Regions from separate parts of the Mus musculus genome. Here all the other regions are linked to region 3. Evidence: chromatin contacts called from public Hi-C and promoter capture Hi-C data. All regions are on one chromosome and are shown on one strand. The core of a region is the stretch at or near the end of the contact, and the rest is flanking DNA. Distances in the headings are between cores, read along the strand shown.

Region 1 (3,826 bases), core at 815-3,314, 330 kb after region 3:
TAGGCAGCCCTGCCAGGACATCCCAGCTGCTGTGACCTGTGGCTGCTGCTGTACTCACACCTCATGCACCACTGGTAACCCAACTGCTCACGTCACTACTGCCTCTTGCCTAGATGACAGCTAGAGTGTCCTGAATGGTCTTGCTCCACTCTAAGTGCTGGAAGGGTTCTTCCAAGAACACATCAAATCAGTTCACTCCTAGATTAAAACTTTCTATAACAACATTTGGAATGTCCAGATCTCTTAAAAGGACTCAAGGTGTGGCAAGACCTGATGTTACTGACACCAGCAGCATCAGCTCAGCTTGGAAGACCTCTCTACAGAAGTCCTCCATGACACTTCAAATCCCTTGGCTAAGGATCTCGGCATGAAGGAGCGCAGATGCTGCTGACACAAGCACTCTCTACTGTCACTGTTTGCCGATCTGATTCTTCTGAGGATGGGCATGTCTTCCTTTTACTTCTAACACAGAGGTCATCTAACTGCATCCCTAGTGTCCAACACAGTGCCTAGTGAAAGGAACCAACGAACATTTTATGTCAGTGGTCCTCAACCTCCCTAATGCTGCGACCCTTGAATACAGTTCTTCACGTTGTGGTGACTCCCAACCATATACTTATTTTTGTTGTTATTTTATAACTGTAATTATTACTAAGGTAAATCATAATGAAAATATCTGTGTTTTCTGATGGTCTTAGGTGACCCCTATGAAGGGTCATTCAGTCTCAAAGGGATCACAGCCCACAGATTGAGAACTGCTGTTTCAGATGCGTGACTGTCATAAACCACTACACAGCTGCGTTCCACACCTGTGCCTGGACACCGGAGGTCTTGAACTTGCTAGACAGCTGTCCCTTTCTACAAATAAAGATGAGTGTAGTGGGCTGGGCGGTGATGGTGCACACTTTTAATTTCAGCACTCAGGAGGTAGAGGCAGGTGGATCTGAGCTTGACGCTAGTCTAGAGTACAGAGTGAATTCTAGGATAGCCAGAGCTACACAGAGAAATACTGCATAAAAAGCTAAAAGCAACCAAAGATAATTGTGATAGCTTGTAAGCTTGTACCTACTTCCTATTACTACATAACAACTTTGTGGTCTGTGACTGTGTTCTGGTCAGCTTTTGGTCAACTTGACACAAACTGGAGTCGTCTGAGAAGAGGGAACGTCAACAGAGAATGTGTCCATCAGACTGACCTGTGGACAAACTTGTGGTCACTGATGATTGACATGAAAGGGCCCCGCCCACTTTGGGTGGTACCACCCTGAACAAGTGGTCCTAGGTTTGTGAGACCGCAAATGGGCAAGCCAGTGTGCAGCTCCAGTGGCCTGGCTCAGTGCCTTCCGCAGGCACAGGACAGACTTTCAGTCACTTACTTATTCTACATATAGGCTCTTACTGGGCTGTTATCTAACAGATACAGCACAGGGCCGAGTACACTGAGTAAATGGAACCAGGCTCATTTCTTTAAGAGGTAGTCTAGTAGGAAGAAACAGTTATAATCAGGCATGAGCCAAGAGACAGAGAAGAGAGGAGCAAAGGGGAGTGCAGCCAGCCCCGCCTGAGGCTGAGGGAGGAGGGGGAGTCAGGAGAAGTACTGCTCCCCACACTCACGTGCCCGCCTGGTGCCAATGCTATCCTAACTCTTCACACAGCAATCCCCTAGGTGACACAAACACATACAATGATGGAAAATGACAGAGGTAAAGGGGCTCACTCACTCTCCTGTGCTTCCACAGTAAGGAGAGCTAGGACTGCCATGCAGCACTCTGAAGCACCTGAAGGAGTGACTGCAGACACAGGAACTGTGTTTATGTTGTGAAGGATTAAAGCCCCACCTAACATTTCTGGTTCTCTCTCTAGGCACTCAGAAGAATGGCTCCTCCCAGGCTCTTAGAAATTAGATGCAGCCACAGGCTTAACTAAGGCTGATGAAATACAAGTGGAAGTGACGTTATGTCACCTCTGAGCAGCAGCTTTGAGAACCAGCTAGTGACTCACCACCTCCTCCTCTCTATCTCTGCCAGAAGGGCTGGCAGAGCTCCTGACAGCAGCTGCCTCCTCGGCCTGGGGAGCAGACCAATGCTCCCCAGTGAAGCCACTCGAGAGAGCAAGAAGCCTGTTGGGCCATGTGGCTGAGTGTGCGCACCCTGGCACGGTGACCTGGGCAGGGAAGCTGGGGACTAAGGAGGACGGCTGTCCCAGGACACAGCCACTTACCTTTTCTTTGGCAGTGTGCCAGAGTCTAGGAGGAGTGCCCATATCTGATGAGTCCCTGCCATGGCTATCCACAGGATGTCATTTCTTTGGACCTCTGAACCTTTATGAAAATAAGTAGCATGTATTATATACATATCTGGTTACTATGATACTTTTTAGGAATTGAAATCCATAGATGATACTAGTTTTTATAAATCAGCTGTTTCAGAACACGGTTCCTCAGGGAAGATGTGTTACTAGAAACCTTCCACCTCACCTGCAACAGTTTCATGAGAACCCAAAGCTGTCATATTTTTTTTAATTAAATGCAGTACAGGGTGATAATTCAATACATGTTTACAATGTGCAATGACAAAATTAAATCAATTAGCATTTCCATTTCCTTAAACCAAATCCACACATTCTTAATAGCAGTATGTCAATCTGCATCTCTGGAAACAATGTTTTTAAACACCGATTAAAACATTTTTTATGTGACACAAAAATGGGCTGATATTCTCTAAGAAAACTCTGGCAATTTCCACAAAAGAAGTGATGCTTTTAAGAGCAGTGTGGAAGCATACTCCTGTAGTCCCAGAGGCTAAGAGGCAGATTTCAGAGGAGTGTGGTGGCCCATTCCTGTACTGCAGAGGCAGAGGGGCAGAGGGGCAGAGGGGCAGAGGGGCAGAGGGGCAGAGAGGCAGAGAGAGGCAGAGAGAGGCAGAGAGGCAGAGGCAGAGGCAGGAGAAGCCCAAGTTGGAAGCCTGTTAGACTACATAGCAAGTTCCAGGCCAGCCTGGGTTACAAAGTAGAGACCCTGTGTTAAAACAAAATAACAATAAAAAGAAGCTAAAGGAATGTGTCTTTTTATTACCAAAGGCATGGGATTTGATATTCAGACACAAAGTAGATCAGTCATTTGCAAATGCACTATCTAGTAGCCTCTAATACTTACGGGGTTGTGTCTGTAGGAGTGTGCACATGTGTGTGTGGAGGCTGGAGGTCAATGTTGTGTCTCCTTCAGTCAGGCTCTGCTTTATGTACTTACTAGACAGGTTCTCTGTGTACCTAGAGTTCACTGATCTGGCTGGACTGGCTGGCTACTGGGAAAGTCCAAGGATCCTCCATCTCAGCCCCCAGGGCTCTGAGGCAGGCCGAGCTTTTTATGTGGGTGCTCAAGACTGAGTTCAGATCCTCATGCTGCACGGCAAGCCCTTCAGCAAATGAGCCACCTCTCGGGCCTGGTTTAAAATCCTTCAAGGAGTTTAGCAGACCAAGGGTACAGTATATTATAATATGCTGTTTACTACCATGAATTTTACCATCTTATTTTTGTCTAAATCTGAATGATGTCACACTTATTATAAGGGGAAAAGCTCTGCTCCTCAGATTTATTCTGTTAACATATTTAATTAGGAGGCACTCTGAAGTAACTGAGACGCTTTAACTAAAGTAGTCTGGTAAGACATTATCTTACAGAATTATTTTATTTGTAATTTTTTAAATTTCAAGTATTTTGTGATGAGAAGGGTATTCGTTCCTAATTAGTAATAAGTTTCAGATGTCTTTTAATTTAGTAACAACAGAAACAACGTACAATGATGACGGTTCTCAAGTTATCAAGGAT
Region 2 (3,479 bases), core at 152-2,651, 370 kb after region 3:
GGTTTCAGTGTCACACGCCAGGACACATGCCAACACGGCAGGCTAAACAATGACACTCCCAACCAAAGAAGGTAAGGGAGCGTTTTGTTTAAACTGTACTACCGGGAGTATCGTTTCCCTATGTCCCAACAGTTCCCACTACTAGGATTCAAACCTGAGTACTAAGCTAAAATTGATTCCAGATTTTAAAGATCAATAGGTTCACCACTTTGAACGTGGAAACGCGGTTGGACTAGAAAACCATCAGATGCTATGCCTGTAGAATGTAGTCCAACTCTAGTGGTTATTAGACGGGCAGGTTTCCTAGCCTTCCCTGTGCCTCAGTTTCCTTAACTGTAAAACAAGACTAGTAAGAGGGTCTCGGTGGGTTGTACCAGGTAAGTAGGAGCTCTCAAGTGCTTCAAACCGTCTGTGGCACATTAAAAAGTGATCAATATACACCCATGGAGCCTTGAGGCTACTGACGTCAGGTCACGCAGGATTCCAGACAGAGATGCAAACACTGGTCCCCGCCCAGCAGAACCCCCTCCGTGTGTCGCTGCTCCCCTGGAGCACCTCGGGGGCTGTGGGAGGACCGCAGGGCACCGATCTGCTGGCGGGAGGGAGCCACCGAGGAAGGGGAGGACCCGGGAGCGGCCCCCACCCCGACGCCAGCCCCTCACCTTCCGGAAACTCGGGCACCGCTAGGTCCTGCTCCCAGCCGTCCACCTTCTGCAGATACTGGTAGACCAACTCATCCTTCTCTTGCTGGGTGACGGCGTCCAGCAGGGCGTACTCGAGCGAGGTCTGCGCGGGCAGCAGGCCCGAGAGGCTCGCGCCGCGCGCTCCGGGAGCCGCCATGTTGCGCGAGCTCCCGAGGGCTCCGGGGCCGAGGGCGCGGGTCGGACCAGCGTGCGCCGCCCTCTTGACTCAGAGCGGGGCCTGGCCAGCCCGGCCCTGCGCCACACACGCTTCCGCCTCCAATAAGCCTTCCTCCGGACGCCAAAGTCCAAAGGGCCGTGCTTCCCTGGCGCGTAATTAAACTCCAGAGTTGCCCACCCCGCCCCTTCCAGGTTCCGGGCCGCCGCGAAGCCTGGACGTTCAGAGCGCCAGATTCGACACGGGGAAGGCTGCTAGGGTCGCGCTCCAGAGGAGCTGGGAACCCATTGCCTTTGAAGCCCGGCAGGGAATTCCAAGACAAATAAAATTCAAATAACCATGTACACGTTTAAAAGAGCCGACTTAAGAAAAGCCTGCCCATTTGTGTGTCCCACTCTTAAACTGAGATCAGCCGATTCGGCACGGCAGTGACAGTGGGACAGCGTTCCCGCCAAGAAAGACTCGAAAGGTAAAGAAGGTAAAGCAACCCTCGGAGGAGACTCTTTTTTTTTTTTTTTTTTTTTTTTTTTTTTTTTTTAATGTAGGCAGTGAGGCCGGTGGTTTTGTGTTGACAACAACAAAAGTGTCCTGTGACTCTGGGTGTGCTGAAAGTGCGGGCGCGAATGGAATGTCCCGCGAGCTGGCGCAGAGAGGAGGCAGCTGCAGCGGGGTCCCCCTGCTGCCAGGCCAGGTGTGCCCACGAGGGACTACCGGGAGGAACGGGGCGAGCTGCACAAGGGCTCATTGGGATGTTGGCATTATTTAACCTGGGAATAATGTAGGGCTCCTTCATTGATCTTCCCCCCACCCCAGATCCAAAGGCAAAGAGCGGGAGCCTGTAGGAATTTTCTGGTACCTGACCTCTCTGGAGGTCTGCAGAAGTGGCTGATTGATTTCAGGGCAGACAGCCCCTATGGTGTGGAGTACAGTCTCACATGTTTGAACTTTGTTCACTGTGCAGGGTTTGATCCTAGGATGGAGGAAGAAATGGACTGACCCAGGAAGCTGAAACTGGTTGGACCCATGAGTCACGAATAAGGGCAGCTGTCGGTTGTAACCAACACCTCTTTGATTATGGTCTAGTCTATGGACTAGTCTCACACTAAGTAGACTAGGGACTGTGACTGGACTTGTAAATGGACACTTGTCCACATGAACGAGAGCCAGAATAGCTTTCTAACCATTATATGGAGACTGTTTTCAGTTAAAGTCATTGAGCCTGGTACTTACCGTCAGTGCTTGACATTCAAGACATTCTTGATTCTTATTTTTATAAATCAAGTTCTGAGAAGTTAAAAAAAAACCTGAATGAAATAGTGTCACAATGTAAAGAAAACCGTATAGATGTTACCCTGTAGTGAGTTCTCTTAATTTTATTATGGTATAAAATGGAACAGCAGGTGTTCACAGGTACTAAGTGGGTTGTGTGCCAATATCACCAAAGCTTTCAGTTCCAACCAAGTTAGTTGGCTTTTGGCTACTTTTTTTTTCCTATTAAAAACTTGTTACAAGAAATGGACTCTGAATTCACCAAAGACTGGTGCTGTACTCACAAAAATCATTTGGCCATGTTAGAAGACACGTTTTGGGAAGAAGAAATCTGGGAATATAAATCTAAAAGAAAGCCCAAACCCGTACATCCAAATAATTGTTCTGAAAATATTTCAGAATCTGTTGAAAAATCAACAGATGGAAAACACCAGTCAAAAGGAAATGAAAAAAGGACTTCAGAAAATCCAGGCAAGACGAAGGACCACAAAGTGTGCCTTGCAGAAACAGACAGTCAGATTTCTGCAGGTTCCAGTCAGAGTTCGAGCTGTAGAGATGAGAGTCAGCAGTCTCAAAACAAAGAGACAACACCGAAAAAGCAACATAGAACTCGCAGAGGGAAGCAAGTGACCCCGAAGGTGCGCCCTGTTTATGATGGATACTGCCCAAGCTGCCAGATGCCCTTCTCCTCATTGCTGGGTCAGACGCCCCAGTGGCATGTGTTTGAGTGTTTGGATTCTCCACCTATCTCTGACACAGGTAAGGAAAGACCCATCAAGGCTCCTGCCAGTGTCCCCTCAGTCCCCCCAGGGACTATAGGCGCTTGCAACCATGACTGACTTGTTTACGTACAGGTTTGTAATAGGAACCCGGGTCCTTGTGGACACAGCAGGCACTTTGTCGACTGAGCCATCATCTCAACTTCTCAGTTTCCACAAATGTCGCTGAACCTTTCTTTCACTCTGCTTTCTCCTACTTAACTCTTATAAGGACTATATAAGTTAAGTGGTATTAACACTTTATAGATGAGTGTTCCTACAAGCTGAATAAACCAGGCCTATTTGTTATCCTACTTTAGAATTAGATAAAAAAAAATTATAAATACATTTGGTTTCTAAATATGGATATGTTGTATTCATCATGCATGTTAATATACCAGAAGAGGAACTAGAAGGTAGTCTGAGATGACTCAGCCTCACAGAAATGTGCCAGTAACAGAAGTGATGCCATGCTTTTATTATATTTTAAGATAAATGTCATGTTTAACACATAGAAAATTCCCCTTGGACTATGTGGGGAATGAGTTATGACTATTTGTTTTTAAGTTATCTCAAATTTCCCTGTAGAAAGAG
Region 3 (3,613 bases), core at 502-3,001:
GTGTGCATGAGACTCACCTAACTGGAGACCTATCTAGTAAACAATACTTGGTTATTTGCTCTGATCGGTGCTGGGTGTGGAGAATAGATGGTGGGTAGCGTGAGGTAGGAGCATTGGCACATTAGCCTTCAAAGCCTACGTTGGTAGCTGAGGCGGGCCGAGCATGCTGGTGGCAGGGTCCTGGTTCTGGAACGAAGTAGTTGTATCTCCCTCAATCCTGACCCCCCTGTCACTTCCTTCTTTACACAGAATGCTGTGTTCTGAGCCTTCTGACTCTGGGCTCTGACATCCCATCCAGGACCCCACAGAGGGTTCCGTAGGAAGGGAGGAAGCAACACAGAAACTGCAGCATGAGAGGGGACAGGCAATCCTGAGGCTGGGTCCCTTACAGCCAAGGGAATGAGGTAGTAAACACCCCTGGCTTTTTCCTGTAGGTGGAGCCTGCCGAGGAAGCCGCCCCTGCTGTCGATGCTAACAGTGGTAGTGAGCCAGACAGAGTCTACCTGGATCTCACACCGGTCAAGTCCTTCCTGCACAGTAGCAGTGAGGCTCAGGCGCAGGCCTCTCTCCCAGCAGTGCCACATCAGGACGATGTAGCTGAGACCCTCACAGTAGACCCAAAGCCAGGCACCACCCCAGAGGAGCCCCACACAGAGTCTCCAGGAGACCCAGAGGTGCAGCAGGTACAAGCCATCCCAGCAACCGTACCCAGCCACCTCACCAAGCCCTGCAGTCATAGAGCAGTGTATGATCTGTCTTGGCAGAGGCAACCAGAGGTTCAAGAGTCTTCAGAGCCTATCGAGCCCACCCCGCGAATCACCATGGTTAAGCTACAGGCCGAGCAGCAGAGAATCTCCTTCCCAGCCAACTGCCCAGACACCATGGCTTCTGCCCCCATCGCTGCCAGCCCACCTGTGAAGGAGAAGCTGAGAGTGACCAGTGCAGGTATATGGACTAGATCCAGGCTTAGCGCTTTAGACATAGCGAGTCAGCCCGATCCTCTTCTTTCACACGAGAGGATGGGTTCACAGAGGTGAGGGAACCTGCCCTGGACCACCCCAACAACAAAAGTGAGGGACACATCCCACCCCATCACTGTAGGGCTGGCATCCAGCATGGGTGTTCCCCATGCCTCACCCATCCCTGCTGACACAAGCCGGTTCCTTCTCTGGTCTGTAGAGATCAAACTTGGGAAGAATCGGACAGAGGCGGAAGTAAAGCGGTACACGGAGGAGAAGGAGAGGCTGGAGAGGAGCAAGGAGGAGATCCGAGGGCACCTGGCTCAGCTCCGCAGAGAGAAGCGGGAGCTCAAAGAGACCCTGTTGAGATGCACAGGTAGGGGGCCTCTGCATGGAGGGCCAGGGTGGAACTTTGTCTCACTCAACACACACGGGCTTTGAGAGGGAATGAACCTGGATTTGTCATCTACCTCTGGATCCTTTGGCCTGAGTCCCCTCACCCTCACTCAGAAATGACCCTCTTCTTCTGGTCCTGTCTGAGGCTGTCTCTGCCTGGATCCATGAAACAGGGTCAACAGCACCAGCAGGTACTTAGGTTGTTCTCAGGTTGACGATCTGGGTCAGCTGACTGGTCTGCCAAGGCACCTCTATGCTAACCACGCCTGCAGTGCACTTCTTAATTTCCAGGCTCTGGTCTTAGGTGCACAAAGTCGGAGAGGAGAGCTTCCAGGTGATTTTCCAGTCTCAGCCGGCTCAGGCTCATGGGAGGTTTCCTAGCAACTGACCTCTGAGGCCTCTCAGAATTACTTGACCTGGATCTCATTTGATATTTAAATCACAGAGTTGCACTAGCGAGCACAACCAGCCTAACAGGTTTGGGGACAAATCCGACAGGTTCCTGGGAAGCTATGGCATGGCAATCAAAGGAAGACCTTAGGGACAGTCTCTCTACTTTTCAGTTGTCGGGATAGAGTCCATTTGTCTAGCAGTGAACCCATTTAATGTGCACAGGGCAGTGGGTTTTTAATATATATTCAGTTAGCAGTTTCACTGGTGACTTCTCCATTCTTATGACAAAAATACCATGACCAAGGTGATTTATAAAAGAAAGGATGTAAGGTGGGGCTCATAGTTCTGGAGAGGTTGAGTCCATGATAGTGAGTCATGGTGGGGAGATTGTGTCAGCCAGCAGGCAGGCACTGGAGAGGTAGCTGAGAGCTCAAAGTTGAGACAGAACCACAAAGCACAGAGAGCATTCTAACCGAGAATGACTGACGCACCCTCTCTCCAGAAAGGCCACACCTTCTCTCCAGCGGGGCCACACCTCCTAATCCTTCCCAAACAGTTCCACCTTCTGGAGACCAAGCATTCAAACATAGGAGCCCATGGACGTCATTCTCACTCAGACTACCACGTCATAATTTGTTTCTTGAACCCCAGAGAAACCTTCCTCTACCCAGCATGGTTCTCTATCCTCTCTACAGATAAGGGGGTCCTGGCCAAGCTGGAGCAGACACTGAAGAAAATAGACGAGGAATGCCGGATGGAGGAGAGCAGGCGTGTGGACCTTGAGCTCAGCATCATGGAGGTGAAGGACAACCTGAAGAAGGCAGAGGCTGGGCCCGTGACCCTGGGCACCACTGTGGATACCACGCACCTGGACAACATGAGCCCTCGTGTGAGTGCTGGGCTCTGGAGGGCCTGTGAGCTCTACACGGGGCCTCCTGGCACAGGGTGGTAGAGGTGGGTTTTATATACATAGTAATTTGACCCAGTCCTTGTTCTCCTTCTCAGCCACAGCCCAAAGCTGCCACCCCCAACCCCCCACCAGACTCCACGCCAGTCAACTCTGCATCTGTGCTCAAGAACAGGCCTCTTTCCGTCATGGTCACAGGCAAAGGCACTGTCCTGCAGAAAGCCAAGGTGAGTGGCCTCTCTTCAGCTGCAGATGAAGCCTTGTGGCTTTTGCACTAGCTCTGAGTGAGAGATATGCTCTCAGCAGAATGCCACTTGTGGCCCGGCCCGGGCTTTACCACTGATTAACCAGGAAAGTGCTTATATTTACCAAGTGTTCTTCCCAGTGAGCCTGAGGGCACCCCCACCCACGACCTCCCCACCACTCAGGAGTAGATTCCAGGGACAGGCTGTGACTGAAATGTTTCCAACCCAAAAGGTTTCTAACATCAAAACCAGAGAAGCCAGTGACAAAAGGCTCAATAAAGTAGAAACAGGACCTAACCCCATGACATAGTTTCTCCCCGAGGGCAAAAGGAGAAGGCTCTTTAATCTGTAACTCAGTACAGTAAGAAACTCGAGTGGAGTGACGTGTTGGCTTTGACAAGCTCTGCTCTTTGTTCCTGTCCTGTGCAGATGCTGAAAAAGTCAGACACCCCCACCCTCACCAATGATGAACTATTAAATCCATTTAATTGCATACGCCTCTACTGCCTCACCCCTGCAGACATCACTAATCAATCACAGCATTCGGCTGTGCTCCTCCTAGGGATGAGGCTAGCTCTGTTGGTAACTGCTTTGGAGCGACGTTAATTTTTCTTACCCTTTTCTACATACATGGCGGTAGATACAGTGGATAACTTTCTTTTGGGGGTGGGGTGGGGTGCTTTGTGTCTGTACTGTAGGAATGGGAGAAGAAA

Evidence for each region. Promoter capture Hi-C pulls out the DNA fragments that hold promoters and counts their contacts. A called contact is a pair of places that touch in the nucleus more often than the background predicts.
Region 1: a contact with region 3 is called in a Hi-C map of the C10 cell line, with 2.4 times the contacts expected there. The contact joins two enhancer-like sites. A contact is called at or near these places in 1 of 15 datasets of contacts at CTCF or cohesin (large pre-B cells) and 12 of 484 Hi-C or Micro-C datasets (3T3-L1-derived adipocytes, the AML12 cell line, the C10 cell line and 8 more).
Region 2: a contact with region 3 is called in a promoter capture Hi-C map of stem cell-derived epiblast-like cells, with 2.3 times the contacts expected there. The contact joins the promoter of Dclre1a here to the enhancer-like site in region 3. A contact is called at or near these places in 15 of 39 promoter capture datasets (the 3T3-L1 cell line, 3T3-L1-derived adipocytes, the C10 cell line and 11 more), 2 of 484 Hi-C or Micro-C datasets (neural progenitor cells and neural stem cells), 10 of 115 datasets of contacts at active chromatin or transcription factors (astrocytes, bone marrow-derived dendritic cells, craniofacial prominence and 7 more) and 2 of 9 other capture datasets (embryonic stem cells and pancreatic islet).

The regions. Positions count from the first base shown.
Region 1 is chr19:56,586,664-56,590,489 of GRCm38.p6, reverse strand. It overlaps Nhlrc2 (NHL repeat containing 2), which reads right to left. Exons shown (of 11, transcript NM_025811.3): 6 at 2,221-2,320. Among named protein-coding and RNA genes, the nearest start is that of Nhlrc2, 40 kb to the right of the region's middle. Within about 2 kb of position 2,064, at least 172 of the 459 cell types and tissues checked have an H3K27ac peak or open chromatin away from gene starts, as enhancers often do.
Region 2 is chr19:56,546,044-56,549,522 of GRCm38.p6, reverse strand. Dclre1a (DNA cross-link repair 1A) reads left to right here and starts at 1,401. Exons shown (of 10, transcript NM_001360437.1): 1 at 1,401-1,549; 2 at 1,820-2,886. The coding sequence starts at 2,373. It overlaps Nhlrc2 (NHL repeat containing 2), which reads right to left and starts at 1,262. Exons shown (of 11, transcript NM_025811.3): 1 at 663-1,262. The coding sequence starts at 840.
Region 3 is chr19:56,913,394-56,917,006 of GRCm38.p6, reverse strand. Afap1l2 (actin filament associated protein 1-like 2) reads left to right here. Exons shown (of 19, transcript NM_001177797.1): 14 at 435-683; 15 at 765-945; 16 at 1,180-1,335; 17 at 2,444-2,637; 18 at 2,754-2,882; 19 at 3,599-3,613. Among named protein-coding and RNA genes, the nearest start is that of Vwa2, 41 kb to the right of the region's middle. Within about 2 kb of position 1,751, at least 28 of the 459 cell types and tissues checked have an H3K27ac peak or open chromatin away from gene starts, as enhancers often do. A contact at or near this core is called in pancreatic islet and stem cell-derived epiblast-like cells, where this site is marked.